2 separate regions of the Sus scrofa genome follow, and region 2 is linked to region 1. The links are chromatin contacts, called in public promoter capture Hi-C maps. All regions are on one chromosome and are shown on one strand. Each heading gives the region's core, a stretch centred on a gene start, on an enhancer-like site or on the middle of the called end of the contact. The rest is flanking DNA. Distances are from core to core; before and after follow the strand shown. Region 1 overlaps NFIX (nuclear factor 1 X-type). Region 2 holds the start of NFIX (nuclear factor 1 X-type).

Region 1 (5,053 bases), core at 1,359-3,858:
AATTAAGCAGCCCAGCTGCAGGACTGGGAACAGCTGGGGAGGCGCTGTGCGGCCGTGGGGACAGCTGTGCACAGCTGGTGGGGGTGCTCTGCCCCCCCCCCATCGTGCCAGCTATCAGGTGGCACACAGCTGCCACCAGATAACACCTCTGCTGGCTGCTGGGAGTTCGCCCTTCCCCCACCTCTTCCCTCTGTGGTTAAGACAGCTCTTATTTCTCTGTTCTGCAGCTCCCCACCCACCCAAACCAATTCACTTTGTGTCCCAAAGGTGGCAGCTCTGGAGATCTGCCCCCCCCCCCGCCCCGACTCCACCTTATCCCTCCCTAACCTGGGCACAGCCTCAAGGCTCAGCCCAGGACAGGAGACAAGCTTCCCTAGGGGACTTGGCCTGGGGGCCCTGCCTTGTCATAGCATCTTAGATGCTCACTAGGCACAGAGATGATCTTGGTTGGCAACACCAGGCTCCTAGAAGCAGAGGTTAAATGGGTGTTTTCTGTGTCCCTGTCTCCTGCTGAATGCCACCCATCTCTGGGAACAGAGCAATGACCCATCCTGTGACAGTCCAGCCTCTGGGTCCCCTGGCTGAGGGCATCCTTTCCTGTCTAGCTCTGCCCCAGCCTCCTCCCTGCTCTCTTGTCAGATGTTGTATCTCCACTGTGGTCCCTCCCAGGGACCTGTGCTTTCCCTTCCCATAAGGAGCCCTGGTTTCTTCCCATCAGAACCTCCCATAGGGGAGTTCCCGTCATGGTGCAGTGGTTAACGAATCCAACTAGGAACCATGAGGTTGCGGGTTCGATCCCTGGCCTTTCTTAGTGGGTTAAGGATCCGGTGTTGCCATGATCTGTGGTGTAGGTCGCAGACGCGGCTCGGATCCTGCGTTGCTGTGGCTGTGGTATAGGCCAGTGGCTACAGCGCTCCGATTAGACCCCTAGCCTGGGAACCTTCATATGCCACAGAAGTGGCCCTAGAAATGGCAAACAAAACAGAACGAACCAAAAAAATCTCTCATAGCCCAGGGCCCTGAGGAGCAGACCTCAGCCTGTCCCTCCTCAGAGTGAGGGCCCCCCACCCCCTGCACTCTGAAGCTGGCTCTCCGGGGCTCCCCCTGCACACCTTCCCTGCCCTGTGACCCTGCATCCCTGCTTTTCATTCTATGCTCCTTGAGCTCCTTATCTGCTTGCTGGGGGGCAAGATGGGCCCCCTTCCTCACTCCCTGTTCAGTGCACCGAAGGGCCTTATTTTCCTCTCCTGTCAGCGGCACCCACGCCAGGTGGATGGTCTGCACTTGGGGCCTGAGAAACAGAGCCATAAACTGGCAAAGGATGCAGGAGGGGGCCTGGTGGGGGAAGGGGCAGCTGGGAGGGGGCCTGAGAAGAGAAGGAATGAGCTGCTGCTTCCCGCCTTCCCCTGCTCCCTCCCCAGCCCAGCTAAACCTGCCCTGTGTTGCTGATTCCTCCCCCCAGGCCCGGCTTCTCTAAAGAAGTCAGGAAAGCTGGACTTCTGCAGTGCCCTCTCCTCTCAGGGCAGCTCCCCGCGCATGGCTTTCACTCACCACCCGCTGCCTGTGCTTGCTGGAGTCAGACCAGGTGAGAAATGGAGGGCCCGGAGGGGGGCAGTGGGGGTGGTGGAGGTGCCCTGAGGGGCAGCTGGCCAGGCCAAGGGGCTAGAGCTGACCCTGAGTGACAGCCCCAAGCTCTCTGAATGGGCCATGGTATGACATTGGGTGGGCATGGGAACGGGCCCTCCCTCCACAGCAGCACCTCCTCCAGAATCAGGCCGGCCTTTTGGGCCACCTCATCTTGTTCCTGAGCACTCTCTCACTTGCCTCTCACACCCCCTGTGCATGGGTGCGTGCGTGCTTGCTTGTGTGCAGCGTGTGCACATGAGTATGTGTGTTCACTTATGTGCGTGCATGGGCGCTGTGTGCATGCATTGGATGCATGTGTGCACCTGTGTGTGAGTGTGGATGTGTGCACACACGTGTGCTGTGTGGCAGAGGCCCCCGTTCTCCTTTCCCCCACTCTGCTGGCTGTGAATAGAAAAGCACAGCCTTCTCACTCTGCCCTCTTTTCAGCTCTTCTCTCTCAGCTCCTGACAGAGCCCAGGGTCAGTTCTGGTGTTTTCCCAGCATCAGCCCAGGTTGGTGTGGGGCACAGATTGAGAGGAGCCCTAGTAGGAGCCCAGGCTCCCTTCTCTAGGCCTCTCTGCTCTTTTCCAGAAGTGAAGGGCTAAGCCAAGGGGAAGGTGGCAGCTGGGCCGCTTTCCAGGGGAAGAAGCCGATCCCACAGCTTTAGGGGCTCTCTTGCTTCAGTCCCACAGAGAGAGTGCTTGAGGGGAGGACACTGCCATGTTCTGAGAGGCTGGACTCAGGCAGGAAGCAATGGGAGCTGGGTTCTCGGCCTGCTGCTCGCTCACTTGCTGCTTCCCTCTCTTGGCACCCATCTGGCAGAAGGAGGCCTGGACTTTTTCTGAACATTGCCCTGTGTCCACCCGCTGTCTCCTAGGCCCTTCTATAGGACACGGAGAACAGTGAGGTTTACCCTCCTGGCTTCTTCCTCAGGGCCTCCTGGCTGGGAGCCCAGAGGCAGCCGGCAGCAGCGGGGCAGGGCGTGGCGGCCGCAAGGTGGGGGCAGGGAGCCCAGGCCCTCTGCACAGGCAGCGGGAGGGCAGCAGGCCCTGCTCCACTCAGCTTTTATGAACTCCAGAGAGAAGCCAAGTTCCTTCAGCCTCCTAATGAAACTGAGAGCAAGAGTAAGCTGATTAGAAACAGACAGGATGGGGAGGACTTGGCGGGGGGGAGAGCTGGGGCCTGCTCCGGGGTGGGAGTCATACGTTCGAGAACGTGTGTACAAGTGATGGAGCTGAGCGCATAAGAATGTGGCCTAGGCAGCAGCAGCCAGGTGCACACCCACGTGCACATGGGAGACATGCGTGTGCGCTGCAGAGGCCCCTCCTGCCCCGGCACAGGGCTGTGGGGGGGGGTTGTTTTTGGTTTTTTTTGGGGGGGGGGCTGTACCCACAGCATGTGGAGGTTCCCAGGCTAGAGGCTGAATCGGAGCTACAGCTGCCAGCCTGTACCACAGCCACAGCAACGCCAGATCCGAGCTGTGTCTGCGACCTACACCGACAGCTCACGGCAACGCCAGATCCTTAACCCACTGAGCAAGGCCAGGGATCGAACACACAACCTCATGGTTTGTAGTCGGATTCATTTCTGCTGCACCACAACGGGAACTCCAGGGCTGTGTGTTTATCCAGAGCCCACCAAACTGTCTGCCTCCTCTCATTCCTCATCAAGGCTCCCACCCAGGCCTTGGACCAGAGTGCCTCACTCACCTTGGCTCAAAATGTCAGGGGGCACCAAAAACCTCAGTCATCAAGATAAGTGATATTTAATGCAATATTTCTAAAAACTAAAACTGTTGTGGGAGCTCCCTGGTGGTCTAGTGGCTGGGATTTGATGCTTTCACCGCTGCAGCCCAGGTTCAGTCCCTGGTCTGGGAATTGAGATTCCCACATCAAGTGACTGCATGCCAAGGCCAAAACAAACAAACAAACAAAAAATCCTATTGGAAAAAATGCACAGTGAAGTATTGTCACTGCCGTGGCTTGGGTTGCTGCTATGGCATGGGTGCAGTCCCTGGCCGGAGAACTTCCGCATGCCACAGGCACGGCCCAAATATATATACAATGAGCAAATATCAATATTTTAATAAATAAAAGACAGAACTGTACTTGCATGACCCTGCCTCATTCCTCTCACCCTAACTCTGGCCCTGGTTCCAATCAAACTTTTTTTTTGTTGTTGTTGTTGTTGCTATTTCTTGGGCCGCTCCCGCGGCATATGGAGGTTCCCAGGCTAGGGGTCGAATCGGAGCTGTAGCCACCGGCCTACGCCAGAGCCACAGCAATGCGGGATCCGAGCCGCGTCTGCAACCTACACCACAGCTCACGGCAACGCCGGATCGTTAACCCGCTGAGCAAGGGCAGGGACCGAACCCGCAACCTCATGGTTCCTAGTCGGATTCGTTAACCACTGCGCCACGACGGGAACTCCTCCAATCAAACTTTGTTTACAAGGATAAGCAGCTGGTCTGTGGGCCCCTGTTTCCCAATTTGACTTTTTTAAATATTGCATTAAAATGTTATTTACCTTGATGTTACTGTTTTTTTGGCGCCAGCCGAACGTTCACGCTAGAAGCGAGTGCCTCACTTTCCTCACCCGGTCCCTGCCCTGCTTCTGCCTCATCCTCTGGATCCTCAGCGCTCTGAGCAGCAGTTTTCCATGTCTTCAGCCCCCCGCTGTTTTCCTAGGCCGTAATGGTGCCTTTTTCTTCTTGCCTCGTGCATGCAGGGAGCCCTCGGGCCACAGCGTCCGCGCTGCACTTCCCCTCCACATCCATCATCCAGCAATCGAGCCCGTACTTCACGCACCCGACCATCCGCTACCACCACCACCACGGGCAGGACTCGCTGAAGGAGTTTGTGCAGTTTGTGTGCTCGGATGGCTCGGGCCAGGCCACCGGACAGGTGAGTCCAGAGGACCCCAGGAGCCCCTCTACTGCTCATCTTTGCGTCTGTCTGTCTGTCTCAGGGCTCACAGGTAGAGGGCCCAAAAGCCAGGCGCCCACCCAGGGCTGGAGCAGCAGAGAGCCGGTAGCGCCGAATACCTCGATCTTCTGGGTCTGGGAGTAAGGGTCTTTGTATCAGGCTGGGACCCGTGCATCACGATCCAGCGAGGTGGGGGCAGGCTGGGCCCACCTTGCTTGGGCTCCTTGCTCTTCTTGTGGTCTCTTCCTCAACAGGAATGCACCCAGACCCAAGCTCTGTAGCTCCTAAGTCCCCTCTTAAACCTCAAGGCTGCAAGGATTTGGTAGGTTCTAAGCCAAGGTTTCCCGCTCTTGACATTGGGGCTGTTCATTCTCTGTTGTGTGGGGACGTCCTGTGCACTGTGGGGTGTTGAGCGGCATCCCTGGCCTGCACCCACTCGATGTCAGCAACACTCCCTGCTCCCCAGTTGTGTTGATCATGAGTGTCTCCAGATTTCAGTGTGT
Region 2 (5,053 bases), core at 1,833-4,332, 83 kb before region 1:
ACATAGACACAGCTCCTTCTCATCAGACATTCCAGCCTCTCTTGGGCCTCCTCAAAGGCCCCTAGACCCATCCCTGACCCCCCTCCATTTCCTGCTCCCCTCCCATTTCCCCACCTTAACCTGCCCCTCACCTCCCTTGCCTGAGCCATCCAGGCCCTCAGCCCCCTTGATCCCTAGATCCCCTTCCAGCGGCTCCCCTCGGTCCCTCCCAGCCCCGGCGCCCTCCCGCATCCCCTCCGCCATCCCTCATGTAGCCCCGCCCCTTATCCTCGGCACCCCACCCCCCTCCCCTTGCCTCCTCCCCCACGCCCTCCTACTGCAGCGGTGGCGGCAAGGAGGCAGGAGCGGCGGCCCTGAAACTTTAAACGGTGTTAAAAGTTTCTGTTTACGAGAAGCCCTTGAATTTTTAAGGACGTATCGATTCCCTCTGCCGAGGCCTTGCTTCGGCAGCGGCTGCGGTGCAGCTGGGGAGGCAGGGTGGGATCTGCGGGATCCCAGGGACGGAGCCCCTGAAGAATGGTGGCAAAGACACACATGTACCCCGGCATATCCTCAGGCACACAGAGTCTCCCCTCCCTGACACATGTGCGCGCACGCTTGCACACACATGTACACACACACACACTAGTCACATATCAACACAGCCTATACACAGAGACACATCTCTGAAAAGACGCAGAGCCCCCACCCCTCCCTGACACACACAGATACCTGTGTACACACACTCTGGTACACACAGATTCCATCACTGCCCCAGACCCACAGGGACCCCACTGAGAGAAACAAACTCCTAGTGATACCATTAACACTTTCTGCCCCATAAACCCTGATTATGGACAGAGCCACTCGGACACTGGCACACTCACCCACTAGTCACACATGCTCTGGGACACATAGAGAGACCCACATCCCTGCCACACACCCACAAGCTTGTCACAGACACTGACACTTTCTGACAGAAAAAGCTTCAGAGCTGATGCACACAGTATGGTCAGCTCCAAACCTGCACGTTCACCCAGGCACTCTCATTGCCAGCACTTCCTGTCAAAACTGGACCATGCTGACTGACCTCTACACCTGACTCCCACTAGAATGTCAGCCTCCCCAAGAGCAGGGTCTTGTGTCTTGTTCTCTACTATGTCCCCAGCGCTAGGCACAGGGCCTGGCAGACACTCACCCTCTGACTCACAGACACCCTCAGGCACACAGCCAGACCCGCATCACTGCTACACAACACTGGTCCATTCAAAGAGACTGCTGGACACACACTGACCTGTATCTCCTTCCTCCCAGAGGATACCCAGACCCACTCAGACACCCAAGAACCCAACTCAGGCCACCCTGCCTCAGTGATGCAGTGAGACCGGCACACACAATCAGGCATATTTTCACACACACAGGGACACATATATACAGCTCGGCACCCACACCCCTCCAATAGACAATGCATAGCTGAGAATTGCCACAGCTTCTTGGCCCAGGAAGGTGAGAAGGTGCGGGCTGCACCTGGCAGCAGGAGGGAGCTTTGTCCCAGCAGGAGCTGCCTGGGGGCATCAGGCACTGCCTTCCCACCCACCCCCAGGGGTGTGTATGTGTGTGTGTGTGCGTGCGCACACGCGCGTGCATGCACGTGTGTGTGGTGGGGTGTTCCTCAAGGGCTCCCGCTTGCCCCTACACCAGGGTCCTCAGCACCAGCCTCTCCTCTCTTTCTTTTCTGCCCTGGAAATGGGGGATCATGGGCCTACCCCAGGGGATGGAGCCTCACTAGGGGGTGTGAGTATATGTATCTGAGCCCTCAATGCCCATTTCTGTCCCTGATGGTCAGGCTGTGTAGCCCCTGCTAGACTTGTGTATGTCCATGATCAGGGTCCCAGGGATGTGTATGTGTGTGTGTGTGTGGTGTGGTATGAGGGGTCGTGAGAGGGGCCTGGGTCCATGTGTGTGATACCTGTATACATCTGGGAATCAAGTGTGTGGTATGTGTGCCTGTGTGTTGCTGTGACGGCTAGTGTCACTCTTTACCAGGGTCAGGGCTTTCCCTGTGTTTGGTATGTATCCAGGTGTCTGATGGTGTGTTTGTGTGACAGAGCGTTAGTACCTTTCCACCACTGCTGTGATGTTTTAGTGCAGCTTTATGTGAGTGTGTTGTGTGTGTTTGAGTGTCTATGCATAGGCATTGTGGGTCTAGAGAGTGTGAGGATACAGTTGTGTGATCATGTCAGCATGAATCTGTACATGTCAGTGTGCACTGATGTGTGTGTCTTGGTGTGTATCAGTGTGTGTTCATGCAAGGCCAGTATTGGAGTGTATACACCTGTATCTGGGTGTCTGAATACGGTTTGTTGAAATGCATGTGTACAAGTGTCATCTTGTGATGGTGGGCCCTGTGTGCATGTCAGTGTGTGGGTTGTGGGTTGCTTTCCTAGTCCTGGGGTATGTGTGTGTCAGTGCATGTGTGTGGGTTGTGTGTCTGTGCTGTGTGTGCGTAGGTGTTTGCGTGTGCTTTGTTGGAACGTGGAATGTATGACAATGCGTTCTGTACGTGACATGTATGGAGGGGTCTGAGCCCCACTGCGTGTCAGCGTGTGTCTGCGTTGGAACGCGGGCCAGCACGTGTCGGGGTGGCCGTGCCGGTGTGCGCCCCCGCGCGTGCGGGTGCCTGAGTGCGTGTGTGTGTGTGTGTGTGTGCATGTGTGCGTGCATGTGTGTATGTGCGCGCCGGCCGTCGCTCCCCCGCCCTCCCCGCCCCTCCCCGCGCCCCTCCTCCCGCCCGCGCCGCCCGCCAGCTCCCTCTCCCCGGAGTGCGCCGCTTCCAAACTTTGTCTAAACTTTCACTTTCACAGCGCGGCGGCGGCGGCGGCGGCGGCGGCGGGCGAGGGTGACCGGCCGAGCGGCGGCGGCATGGAGTAGACGCGCAGCGGCGGCGGCGGCGGCGGACGCGAGAGGCAGCGGCGAGCGCGGCGGCGGCGGCGGCGGCCCCGGAGCCGGCGGGGCCGAGCCTGCGAGCGGCGAGCGCGGAGCGGCGCCGGGCCGAGCGCGGGGCCGCGGGCCGGGCGGGCGCAGCGCGGCGGAGGCCGGAGGAGCCGAGCCGGAGCCGGAGCCCGAGCGCGGCCGCCGCCTGCCGGGCCTCCCCTCGCCGCGGCCGGCCGCCGCGCTCCCGCCCGGGCACCCAGCTATGTACTCCCCGTACTGCCTCACCCAGGTACCGGCCACCGCCCCCGCGCGACCCGGGAGGGGAGCGGGCGCTGGAGGCCGGCCGGCGGCGCGGGCAGGAGGGCGGAGGGGGCGCGCGGCGGCTGGGGAGAGTGAGCCCGCGGGCGGCCAAGGGGTGCAAGCCGTGCGGTTGGAAGTCCGGGCACGCGTGCGGGCGCCCCCGTGCGCGTGTGACCCTGGCCACCGAGCAGACTCCTGTTGGGGGCTCCAGGGGTGGCCGGCTGTGTGCGTGGCGCTGCCCGTGGAGCGGGAGTGCGTGTGTGTGTGTGTGTGTGTTTGTGTGTGTGTGTGCGCGCGCGCGCGCGCTCGACTGGGGTGCATTGGGCAGGGGGACTCCCGCCGACCTGTGGGCGACTGTGGCGTGCACACGGGCAGCGTGGCCGCTGGCAGTGTTTGCGGGGTGACAGAGTGGTAGGGGATGGTCCCGAGGGCGTAGTGCGGGGACTAGGTCTGGCGGCGCTCCCTGGGGCGGGCGCAGCGGTTCCCGAGGGTGGCAGCGGCCAGCGTGCGTGGCGGTGGCCCCTGCGTGCCGCTGGGGTGCTCCGGGCGGGCGGAGCGGCCCGGGCGTCTCCCCAAAGTCTTTGTTCAGGTCTCACATGGGAGCGGGGCTAAGAAAATGGCGGGGCTCCCAAATTTCGGTGGGGCAGGGGAGGGGAGGGAGGGACGGGCGGGCTGCCAGCCTGGGCCGCGCCTCTTTGCCGACCCTGGACGCCGCAGTTTTGGCGTCCCCCCCCAAAAAAAAACTTTCCTCGGCGCAAAGTTTCCGGCCCCAGCGACCCCGGCGTCCTGGACCAGGCGGGCCTGGGGAATCCCGTCCCGCTGCCCGGAGGCGGGAGGGGCAGGAGGGAGCCTCGGACGCTGCCGACCGTGTTGCGGCCACGCCGTCGGGTCAGCAGCGGGCGCCGTGCCGACCTTGGCGCGCTGCAAAAGCGCGTCCCGCCTCCAGCGAACTTCCCTGCACGGAGCTCGGCAGGCGGCAAAGACCCTGGGTATGCCTGGCCTGCCACTCCACCCTCCTCGGCGGTGGCCCCAGGCTCTGAGAGGGCACAGAAGCTGCCCAGAGTCCCACTTCGGCCCTGGCAGCGCTGTCTGCAGGGCCACGTTATGGCTGACAACCCAGACTCCCGCAGAGGGGACACCTGGGGGCTACTTAGTCCTGCCTGCCAGCACGGCCTTCCTCTGTGTGGAGGGAGTCTCTAAGCCAGGCCTGCGGTCCTAATTGTCCCCTCTGCCAGTATGAGCCTTGCCAGCTGTGTTCCAAGTGTGCCCAGGCTGGGAGTGGGACTCCACGTGAATATGGCCGCAATGCGGGCCTGATTTGTGGCGAGGGGCAAGAGGGTATGTTTGGGGTGTGTGTCAGCTTCCTTCCTCCAACAAATAGAATGCCCACACCACACTCTTCTATCCACAGATGTGACTGTGTGTGTGTGAGTCAATCTCGGGGTCTGTGTATGGCCTTGTGGATCAGCTCTGGGCAGCCCTACATGGAATGGACATATGTGTGGCCCAGTGCAAGGGTTTTCCTGTACAGAAGTGGGTGTATGTGTTGGTGAGGTGCACATGTCATGGTGTGACTGCGGGTGTGAGCAGACACCCTGGCCACTGCAGCAATGTGGGGTCTCCGACAGCTGTATCTCTGACTGGCTGGCTACCCCATCTTGGGTTCCCGCACCATGACCCTACCCACCTAGCTGGCTGCCTTTGGGGCTATGCTTGTCTGGCTTGTGTGGCTGGTGTTCAGGGCCTAGTGGGACCAAGACCGTATGCTCGAGGGCCCCTTGCCCACTGGCCGCCAGCTTGGCTTCCTGGCCTACATCCCTGGTCAGCCTGGGTGAGAGCT

Evidence for each region. Promoter capture Hi-C pulls out the DNA fragments that hold promoters and counts their contacts.
Region 2: a contact with region 1 is called in a promoter capture Hi-C map of fetal skeletal muscle, with 4 times the contacts expected there. The contact joins the promoter of NFIX here to the enhancer-like site in region 1. A contact is called at or near these places in 3 of 5 promoter capture datasets (fetal liver, fetal skeletal muscle and skeletal muscle), 14 of 47 Hi-C or Micro-C datasets (adipose tissue, blood, embryonic fibroblasts and 7 more) and 2 of 2 datasets of contacts at active chromatin or transcription factors (alveolar macrophages and skeletal muscle).

The regions. Positions count from the first base shown.
Region 1 is chr2:65,971,601-65,976,653 of Sscrofa11.1, reverse strand. NFIX (nuclear factor 1 X-type) reads left to right here. Exons shown (of 10, transcript XM_021083712.1): 7 at 1,463-1,585; 8 at 4,354-4,529. Among named protein-coding and RNA genes, the nearest start is that of LYL1, 24 kb to the right of the region's middle. Within about 2 kb of position 2,608, at least 27 of the 83 cell types and tissues checked have an H3K27ac peak or open chromatin away from gene starts, as enhancers often do. A contact at or near this core is called in adipose tissue, embryonic fibroblasts, fetal liver and 4 more, where this site is marked.
Region 2 is chr2:66,054,620-66,059,672 of Sscrofa11.1, reverse strand. NFIX (nuclear factor 1 X-type) reads left to right here and starts at 3,082. Exons shown (of 10, transcript XM_021083712.1): 1 at 3,082-3,202. The coding sequence starts at 3,176.